Regions from separate parts of the Anser cygnoides genome. Here region 2 is linked to region 1. A link is a contact called in public Hi-C data. All regions are on one chromosome and are shown on one strand. The core of a region is the stretch at or near the end of the contact, and the rest is flanking DNA. Distances in the headings are between cores, read along the strand shown.

The links. A called contact is a pair of places that touch in the nucleus more often than the background predicts.
Region 2: a Hi-C map of fetal liver shows a contact between it and region 1, with 1.6 times the contacts expected there. The contact joins the enhancer-like site here to the promoter of FAM53B in region 1. A contact is called at or near these places in 4 of 7 Hi-C or Micro-C datasets (fetal liver, granulosa cells and liver).

The regions. Positions count from the first base shown.
Region 1 is chr7:3,932,235-3,937,575 of Taihu_goose_T2T_genome, reverse strand. FAM53B (family with sequence similarity 53 member B) reads right to left here and starts at 2,529. Exons shown (of 6, transcript XM_067000351.1): 1 at 2,319-2,529.
Region 2 is chr7:4,002,492-4,007,725 of Taihu_goose_T2T_genome, reverse strand. It overlaps LHPP (phospholysine phosphohistidine inorganic pyrophosphate phosphatase), which reads left to right. Exons shown (of 9, transcript XR_010832731.1): 8 at 1-3,536. Among named protein-coding and RNA genes, the nearest start is that of LHPP, 66 kb to the left of the region's middle. Within about 2 kb of position 1,570, at least 2 of the 3 cell types and tissues checked have open chromatin away from gene starts, as enhancers often do. A contact at or near this core is called in fetal liver, where this site is marked.

The DNA.
Region 1 (5,341 bases), core at 1,280-3,779:
TTGAGGAGCAGGCAGGCAGCCCTGGCGGTGGGGATGCCAGTGCCACAAACAGCCCCAAAGCAGTGACCGCGGCCCCGACCCGCAGCATCGCAGCTGGCACGTGTGGGACCCGCGGCAGGCGCGGCCCCCCCGCCTGTTTGCCTGCCGCTTCCCCACGCCGGCAGGCTTGCTTCCTCTTCCTCCACCTCCCTCTTTCAGGAGGGAAAGGAGCGAAAAGAAGCGTGATTAACTCAGCCGCAGGCGGCTTGGCCGAGGAGCGAGGCAGGAGCACCTACGTACACCCCACGAGAGCGGCGGGGTGAGCGCGGGGCCGGGGAGGAGGCTGGGCTGTGCCAGGGCTGCGAGCGTCCCGGCACCTCCGCCTGCTCCAGCCCCGCTGCTCCAGCGCCTGCCGTGCCCCAGCTCGTGGGGACCAGACCCGGCAAAGTGCTCCCGCGAGCCGTGTGACACCACGGGGGGACGGGAACACAGCCCGGATCGCGCCTTTCGGCCCGGGGTGTCCTCTTCTTTACCCGATTTTTTACAAGGACAGCGCGAAGCACGTCCACCCCGACGGGGACGGACAAAAACAGAAGCTCTGTACGTTACGAGAAGGGAAAATAGAACAGCCTCACGCCACACAACTGGTTCTTGAGAAATCAGAAGTGGACCGGCAGCCATAAAACGGACAAACTGCACAAACCCCCCCTCGTCCCCACTCCATCACCTCCCCTACCCACCCCCAGCACGGGTTCTACGCCGAAACACAGGGGTTTGGGCAAAAAGCTGCACGCCTCGTTCTGCCAGCACGCCTGCTGAAAGTGAAACAAGCCTTTGATAGTAGCAGGAATTAATTGCACATAATTAACTGCAGCAGATTTGGGGATTTATGTTGGTATACGTTCACCTATTTGCATGCGTGCACATTTACGCACACCTATTCATTAATTCATGCATCCAGAGTTGAAAGCCAGCCTAAATCAATGCCGGATCTGTCTCGCAGTCTGCTTGATCTCCACGTACAAGACTCTGCATCCCGTCCGCAGCAACGCGTTATGCCCTGCGCTGATTTACCCCGCTCCTACACGCGAAGGCAAACTTTTGGAGCCGGCAGGCTGGGCTCTCGCTGCTCGCCCTGCCAGCGGCCGGCCGCCCGCTGCAACAGGAGCCGGAGCCGCTCGCCGAGACCTTGGCCACGTGCGGCGCTCCCCGAGCCGCCCGTCCGTCCGTCCGTCCCTCCCTCCCTCCTCCGGGTCGATCCTGGAAGCACAGAGCCTGGACGCGGGGACCGAAGACCAAACGGCGGCCGGGCTGCGCGGGCCCCGCGGCGTGACACGTCCCCGGCCCTCCCGGGGAGGTGAGAAGGGCGCAGTCCCGCGGCCGACGGCTTCGGCTGGTTTCCTCTCGCCGCTTTTTCTCGCCGTCTTCCTCCTCGCTCTTGCCAAGCCTCGGTGCGTGTCCTAAGCGGCGTCGCGGGCTGGCCGAGGGGACCGTGCGTGACGCCGGGGGTGCTCAGCTGCCTCCGAGATGCCGGTGCCGCGCAGCCCATGGGATGCCGAGCAGGGCCGGGGCCGCCGGCGCGTGTGGGCAAGGAGGAGCTGCAGCAGGGATGCTCCTGAGCCTGCGGTGCCTCCGCAGCCTGCTTGCGAGCCGGGGCCACCTCGGCAGCCCGTGGGGGGAGCTTTACGCCGTGGCCGTCCACCCTGGCATCGCTCGGGGGACCCGAGGGGAAGGCAGCACGCACCGTTGCGGCCGGGGATCTCGTGGTGCCCGGCCGGGGATCTCGTGGTGCCCAGCCACCTGCACGCCAGGCCCGCTGTCGGGGCACAGCTCCTGGCTCAGGGCTGAGCGCCCCGGCTGCCCAGCGCCGGGGGACGGGGCTGTGCGGCTGCAGGATGGGTGCCCGCAGGCCTTACGGAGCGAGCCGAGTCCTGGGGGGGGGGATCCTGGGGGGCCCGGGGAGCCGGGGTGCGGGTCCCTGGGGTGCTGGAGCGGGGGTCCCGGAGCTTCGCCACCCGCCGAGGGGGACACACACGTGGTGGGGCGGGCGGGGGGGGGTTAATGAACAACCCTAATTAATTGAGGCGGGCGTGGGGAGCCGCAGAAGCCGGCCCTGCACACGCGGGGCTTACGAAGCCCCCCCCGGGCATCCCCAGCGCCGCGCCGCGGCCCCCGCCCGGCCGTGCCGCCGCCTTCCCCCGGGAGCCGAGGCTGCGGGCAGGGTCCCCCCGTGTCCCCCCCGGTCCCCTCGGTGTCCCCACGGTCCCCTCCAGGTGTCCCCCCCCCCCTCCCCCGCCGCCCCGCCCTTTGTGCGCCCCCCGGCCCGGCCCGGCTCTTACCGTGGCGGCGGCGCGGCCCGGCCGGGCCGGCTGTGGGCGCCGCTCCGAGCCGCGCTCCCTCCTGGCGGGGAGAGGAGGAGGAGGAGGAGGAGGAGGAGGAGGAGGAGGAGGAGGGAGGAAATGCGCTTGTCACTTCCTGAGCGGGGCCCGGCGCCGGCCGCCCAGGCAGGGCCCTGCCCGCACCTTGCGGGGGGCTCCGCGCCCGCCGCCCCCCGCTGCGGAGCCCGGGCCCGGGGCCATCCCCCGGGGGGGGGGGGGGGGGGGGGGAGCGGGCACAGCTCGGGCCCCGCTCCCCGCAGCGCCCCGGGAGCCCCGCACCGGCCCCGGCTGCCCCGGAGGCGGCCGAGGCTGCCTCCTGCTGGCGCCGCTCCTCCTCGGGGGAGAGGCGCTGGACAGCGCAGGGCCGGCGGAAAGCCGGGCTCACGGGGCTGCGGCCATCGGCAGCCCGCTGGGACGGGTCTGCCCGGCCTGGCCTGGCTCGGTTTGGTTTGTTTTGGCTCGGCTCGGTTCGGCTCAGCAGCCGGCCCTCGGGAGCAAGCCGCGCCGACATCTTCCCCCCATCCCCGGTGACACGCAGGCTTTGTGGAGAGGGAGCGAGGCCGCTGCCTGACAGCCCCAGGGAGGATGTGGGCCCCGTCGCGAAGCAGAGCCTCAATATTCCTCTTGATTGCACGCCGGCAGCCAGCACAGATCTTGTCGGGAAGGGGGATCGGGGCCTCGCGCCTACCAGCAGGACGTGGTGAGTGCCGAGGGCGAGGGGACGGGTACGCCTCCGAGGGCACGGCCACGGGCACCCGATAAGCATCAAGGAGAACTGTCGGTATTTGAGGTAATGAAGAAGAAAGGAGACGAGCAGAAGAAGCAGAAGAGAAGGGAGAAGCTTCCCTCAAGGCAGGTGGCTTGCCGCTCGGCACACACATCAGGAGCAGGAGGAAGGGATGGCGACACGAAGAGGCTTTTGCATCAGGCTCCTCCGTCCTCCTACGCCGCTCGCCTTCCTTATCGCCTGTTCAGACCGGTAACAAGGAAGATGAAGCTCCTTTGCCAGAACTTTGGGAATCGAGTTTGAAAATGGTTTTTATGTGATTCCCAGCTGAGCATTTCAGTACTTGCGCTCGCGGCATAATTGGATCCGTCCCTGCGGCAGCCTTGTGCAGCGCGGGGTTGGTCTCCAGGAACCAAGCAGAAGGTTGCTTTCTGGCTGCTTCCGCAGCTCGGTCCAAAACCAGCATTTTTTGCCTCTCATCTGCTGTGCTGTCAGGCAGATGAGCTGGCCGTGGGCTGCCAGCAGCGTGCCTCCGAGTGTAAACCTGCTTTCTACAGAGGTATTCTCAGGGACATTGTTTGGTAAATGTAAATGTAAAGCTGGCCACAGGTCCCTGCTGTGGTGACAGTCTAAGAGATCTTTGTCAAAAGGGGAAGAAATAGAAATCACTTTTAAGCTTTAAAGAACAGGGCCTGGGAGTTCAGGCACTGTGGATGGTAAATTCACACCATTTAACTCTGAGCTGATTTCATTTGCGGCTCTGGGTGTCAGTGCCTTTACTACCCACTGACTCGAAGCCTGATGTAGATGGAAGCTGTGGGTAGGAAAAAAGTGAATAATCCCTACGAGCCCCCTGAAGTTATATTGGGGCCCAAGGCACTGGAAGACGTAGGTACAGCAGCGCTACGTGTGGTGGACGAGCACCGCTCCCCTCTCTCCCGGGGTGGAGGATTTGGCTGCCTGGTGCCTGCGCACGGACGCCCACCCGCTGAAGGTCTGCAGCAACAGCAAATGGAGACCTGCAGAAGCCACGCTCTGGGTTCAGGAGACGTCCTGAAAGTCAGAGAACTTCAATAGAGGCAAGCAGAAGGATTTTAACAAATATCCCGTACCCAAGGAGCAAGCACGGCTCCGTAAGACAATCGGGATGTTCTAGCTCAGCGTGCCTGAGCGAGGAGAGCCGGTACCCTAAATACATGTAGACAGCACTGTGATATGGAGGGGAGTTCTTACCACATGTGGCATACGGTGGGATTTGCACCAAACCTAAAAATCCCTCTTTTATTTCCCAGGTTACTTGTGCACACACGCAACAGCTTGTGTGTGCCTGCGTGTCCGTGCTGCTCATGGAAGGTTTCAGTTCACAACCCTATCAACACTTCAAATTAATAAATGCCGATTCTTCCCATAAATAAATCAATCCAGATTCTTCTGCCTGACATGCGACACTATCCATGAGCAGCACTTGGCTGTTTGAGCGGCTGTGCCGAGGCTCGTTGCTGTTCTCTCACTGGTGTTTATTAGCTTTCCAGGCCAGGCTTAGGCACTTGCCGTTATCCAGAATTTATACGCTACCTTGCAGCTACGTTGTTTGCCTGACAGCACCCAGTTTAATTTCCAGTAACCCAGAAAATCCGCTCGTTTGAAGCTATACTGTTACCTAACTAATGGAAATTAAGCCAGGGGTTGGCTTTCCCCGTGTTTACGTCAAATAAAACACACCAGCGTTCCTCCCTTCCCTCCGCTGTCTCGAGGCTGTAGCACCTCATCCCCTTTCACGGAAAGCCCCAGCTGTCCGCGAGCTGTTCTCCAACCCAGCTGCTACCACCAGGGTGAGGTCACGCTCGACACACTTCCAGCCAAGCGATGCAGCGGAGCCATCCCCTCCGGAGGTGTCCGTGCCACTGGGACAGACAGAGGGGCAGGAACACGCTCAGCCCCAGCTTCCCCTCCTCTCAGCCCAGCGCAGGCAGCAAGCAGTGGGAACACCAAGGAGGCAGGTCTTAAGGCACAGCAGAGCCCCAGCCCGTTAATTTTCTATGTGCTCTCCACATATTTCACACGAGACGATCCGCTGTGCTAAAACGCTTACTGGGTCCGTACACTAAAGCAGTTATTGTTGTAGCGAGGCGTGTTCTCTACCTTTCAGTGTGCCAAGACTAGGAAAGCAATCCGAGCGCCAAAACACTGAAAATTTTGCTGTACGTTGCTGAATACCCTACTGGAAGTTTTTGTCTGGTATGAAATCACACAAGTT
Region 2 (5,234 bases), core at 321-2,820, 71 kb before region 1:
GGGCTGCCCTGCCAAGTGTGATTTCAGAGGAAGCGTGGAAGGAAAGTCCAGCCCCTCTCTCGTCCTTTCTTCAGAGGACTTGTGGTGCCTTTGCAGTGGGCAGAACAGCCGAGAGAAAGGGCTGTCACAGAGCTCCTCCACGTCCTAGGCTGTGTCCTCTTCCTCCATGACTCACCCACGGAGGAAAATAAGAGACTTTTAGCACAAAGAGGACAAAACAGCAGAAGCTGGCTCTCCAGAGCTGTTCCTCCCCTCTCTACGATCGTTTGTTTGCAGATCTGCAGGCACGTTTCATTTCCAGCCCGGAGGTTTAATCCCCGCGAGCCCCAGCGACCTGAATTATTTCAGCACCAAAGGTGCATGCGTTTCACAAGCGGAATACTTTGTACGTATATACATATTCAGTGCCCGCAGGTGAGCCGAAAACCACGCGAATTGGAATCTTAAAATATTTCCTGAAGTTTGTCAGGAGGGGTGGGTGCTCGAGGCTTGCAGGATTTGCCTCCCGAGCTGTAAAACTGCCCGAGGAGCCAAACCTCTCCCGACAAGGCGATGCCTCTGCTGCTGGCTACGTCGCCGCAGCCCAGGGAGGTGAGGAATTCAAAGGTGGCTTTCCAAAATGCACGACAAGCCTTCATCTTGACACCTGGCGTGGTGCTCTGAGCCATCCCATGCGTGCTCCGAGCGAACGCCGAGCCGCCGGCAGCCCTGGCCACTTCCTTCTCCTGCAGTTTACTCGCTGCAAAGCATGGCTTCGAATTCAAGCCAGGCTATTAGTCTTGGCCCCTGTTGCTAGCGTTTTGGTTTGGGGTTTTCTTTCTTTTTTTTTTAAGTCCCTTTAAAATATCTGGAGAGATGCTGTCAAGGTTAATTTGTTTGCGATGGAGGAAACGCTTTCACATGGTGGCTAAATGTTGTTGGAAAAGGGCACGATTAATAGGCGCTCACTTCGTCCCGATTAAACTGGCAGCTGGGAGATATCGATCAGCATGTTCACAGCAAACTATCCACCTCTAATTTGCACGGTAAACAAGCACGGGACTCCAGTTCCCTTAACCCTTCCCATGGCGGTGGCAGCCTCATGTCCTTGGGAAGGAGTTCAGTGCCCGGGGCAGCCCCAGCCGGGGGCCTCGGCGTCCTGCACTCAGCCACCACCCACGTGGTGGGCTTGAAGCAGGTGAGAGTGTTTCATATAGCCCCAAAATACTGCCCACTGGGTCATCAGTGACTGCTGTTAATGCTTATTCAGAGCTTAGCAGCTACGTAGAGAGCAATTCTGTGCTTAATTTTGCAATCGTCCCGTGTCTGGGGCTTTGCTTCCTAAGGTGACCGTCACAGCAGAGGCTGGGGTGCCTCTCGCAGGGGAGAGGAGCAGGGAGCTGTGCCTCCAGCAGGAGCTGCCTGCCCGTGGTCTCAAAGCACAGTTAAGACAGAGCAAAGGCCAGGAGATGAAAAAGAAGCCTCCTGGCTGGCCGCAGAGCTCCCAGCGTGCCTGCACACCTCGCGCCTCGTGCCGTGCCCTGCGCTGCACGGTTAGGGAACGGCCGCACAGGTGCCTTCGGTCTGGCACTCGGGGAATTTTGGACGCGTTCCCAGGTTTGCTGTATTTAACAGCTCTGCTGCTGCCGCTTCCACCGCTGCCGGTCATTTTCCCACCCATCCTTTTTTTCTTCTGACGTTTGCTTTCTGGGGACAGGCAGCAGGAGAAAGCACCCGAGCCTCCCAGCCCACCTGTTTGATCGCGCTTTGACCCTCCGAGCAACAAACCAGTTCTGAGGCTGCCAGGAGGAGGGAGGAGGATCGACCGGCCCGACTTTCCAGCCCAGGTGCTTTGTTACTCTCACCAAACACATGTTCCACATTAGAGGCCGTGCATTCTCAGTGCAGACGCTGCCAGGGTGTTGCCAAACAAAACAAATTGCTCTGGGTTGGACCTGGCTTAGATATTCATAAGGTCACCGTGTTTTTGGACCTCTGGCTGCTTCACTACGGTTGGGTTTCTGGTTGTTTTTTTTCCTACCGTGCCCGAGTTAACACAGACCAGGTCTGGAAATACCCAGAGCTCTTTTTCAGCCTCTCGGGGAACAAGTGAGGCTCGAGTGGACATGCGTTAACTTGACAGGGCACAGGAACAGAGCAGCTTTCCGGAGGGCACCAAGCGCCGCGCAGCCTTGCCCAGGTTTTTGGGCCAAGGGCTTTGTAAAGCAGCTCTTTCCCAAGCCATTCTTCACAGTGGCATCTCGTGTCACGTTTGTTTTTCTGAAAAGAGGGGCTATTTTTACATTGCCAGACTTCCTGTGAGGTTTCAAACTCCGGCATTTCAGCCTTTTCACAGAAAGGCTGGGAGGGGGGGGTTACAGAAGGCTGACATTAATGACAGCAGCACCAGCTCTTCGTGCCTGCTCCGTTGGGATCGCAGCGGCCGTACAAACGGCAAACCTGCACGGAATTAATTCCTCCCGGTGGATCTCGGTGCTGATCCCCTGCACGGTGCTTCGGGAAGAGACGGGTGTTTACTTCGTGAATCTCAGATGACAAACTTATTTTTCCACGGGGCGAGCGGGAGGCACGGAGGGGAAGTGACCTCCCCGGTACCTCCGGTAGCCAGAAATAGCAGCTGGCTGCCCCGCTGCCTCCTCATCCTCCTTGCTCCGCTTCTCCTCCTGGTGCCGCAGCCCCGCTCGCCCCAGATGCGATGTGACGAGGGCTCCTCACCCCCACCAGGTGCCCACACAGAGATATTGCTGCAGATGTTCCTCCTCGTGGCACGTCTTGCCTGGATGTCCGTTGTACGTTAGAATTTTAGGCTCTGTTCATCACCGTCCTTGGGCAAACAGGCTCCGGCTTCCTGTTTTCCTCATTGCCCTGATTTCTCCAAGTATTCTCCCGTAGGTGCTTCCCCACAACAGCTGGCTTCCAGCCTGCGCTCGCGTCCTTTGCGAGTGCCGTTGGGTGGCGTCTCCCCAGGATGCCGATGGTCCCGTACGAAGCGTGCTGCCCCTGACCCCGGGCTCGCAGCCAAGCTTAGGAAACAAGGGTGCTCCAGCAGCAAAGGAGCTCCGGAGCAGTGGCAGGTGAAGCCTATCTGCCGGAGGTGAGGGGAGTTAACCTGTTTAACAGCTGGGGGAAGAGGCGTAAATCAAAAGTCTTGCGGAAGCAGCAGGGGTCTGCTTGTAGCGTGAGTGCTGCTGTTCTCTTTTTCACATGGCAGGGAGAGTCCTCGCCTCTGATGGCACGACCAGGCTCTGGTGTGCTTTCTGCACGCCCTCAGCTTGGTGGCTTTGCTCCGTTTTTTTCTGGACACACCCTCAAGTCACAGAAGTCACCCCGTTGGCAGGCGTTCCTTCTGCCGTTCCCTAGGGGGACTTGACTTCTGCAAGCGATACTTCAGCGTATTTGCAGTTGAATTTTCTTCATTCCAGCCCGGACATGTATGGCTTTTCTTTGCTGGCTGTGCAGGCACCGAGCCCACTCGTAGCTGACCGCAGCGCTGTTTCGCCTTGCAGAACTCTCCCGAGGCCCACGGAGATGCCCGGGTGAGCAGTGGGTGTGTTGGCAGGCCCTTTTCACACCTTTTGCTTGTCTTTACCTCTGAGCGCAGGGCCAGGGTTGAGCAAGAGGTTGTTTTTTTTCCATAACCTCTGCTAAATCTTGGTCCTCCCTTCCATATGCTGCCTTACTGGTCCCAACAGCCATCTCTCACTGCTCAGGCTGCGTTGCCCCACACAGCTTCCTTGGGGGAAACCTGGTCCTACTCTTTGGGCTTTGGGACAGGTGGACGTGACCGGGCGTGTAGGAGCTCTGTGGGGCAAGAAGGAAAGATTAGCATGGCATGCATCTTGACATAGACATTTACAAGTGCAAGCAAGACTTTTATCATTGTGCCCTGGAGTATTGGCATTGTCCGTGGGCAGTTTGGGCACCACTGTGCTCCTATATGTTAAGCTCAGATTTGTTTCCCTCTAGTTGCTTATAAACACGTTTGCTTACGTTTGTTTTCTGCGTTTGGTGTGTGATTTGAGCACATAAATGAATACACGGGCAGCTGGGTTGATATTTTAATGTCCTGGGGCAAAGCGAAATGCTTCCTGGTTTCATTGCCATTCTTCGATACAAGAGAGTCGACACTTCCTTAGTAAGTATATGTCCGTGCCACCTTGAGGGTGGGTCCTGATTTAAAACTGATGTCTGGAAAAATCTGGGGGAGTCACAGCATGCATTTATTTGTAGTAAATGAGGACGTGGAAGCTGTAGGTAAATTACCCATCAGGTAGGGTAATGGATCTACGAGAGAATAAGGAAGAAGGTTCTGCAGTTCCCAAAGCCAGTGCGTTATTCCTGCTTGTTTTACTCATCTGTACCACAACGGACACCACTGATGTCTCCTCTGCCGTGGGCAGCATGTGTTTCACAGCAATTAGGGGAGAGCAGCTTTGGCTTTCATGTCTCATCGTGTGCATGCCTTTCCCCCTTCTCCGTCTTGCAGGCTCGGTGTCCCTGATATTATGACAGAAAGTGTTCAGCGCACAGAACTATTACAAATGTAGCTCAGATGGTGCTGATGGGAGGATGACATCTCCTGAATAATTTATTTTAACCGAGAAGATTTGTAACGCTTAAGTATTAGCAGAACTCTCCCTTTTAACTCTTTAGGGGGAGGCTGCTCGTTGGGATCCTGGTTTGCACCGTCGCAGCCCTAATACTTCAAAGACCTTGAGCCTCGAGCGTGTGCAAGGGATGTCTAGGTGGGCAAAAGAGGCTTGGAGGAGGATTAGGTGTGCCAGAAGGAAGGCAGCAGCGGCCCCGCCGTTGATTCCTGGTGTACGTTCAGTGGAAGCTTTGTGCAGGGGACATCCTCGCACACGAGCACGCAAGCCAAATTTCCAAGCTCAGCCTGGCACAAGTCCAGTAATGAGGTAGAGATCGGCTCCAGGGGTTTTTATCAGTTTCATTCTTGGCACCGGTGCTAAAAAGGTCAAGAGCATTTTTGTGCCGATTATCTGAGAGGTCTCTTCCTCCCCCTTTGTTTGCGCACAAGACATCGAAATCCTGCTGTCGGCCCCTTCCCAAAGGGGCTCGGGGCTGATTCGCAGCTTCTCTCTCCTGCTCCTCCATTCTTCATCTCACTGCCGGTCTCGTTGCTTGGCTGGCGATCTCATCGCCTGTCGGTGATTCCCCCGGGTACCTCCCAGAACTGGGGCTAGCAGTTCACATCAGACACACTCCGTGCCTGA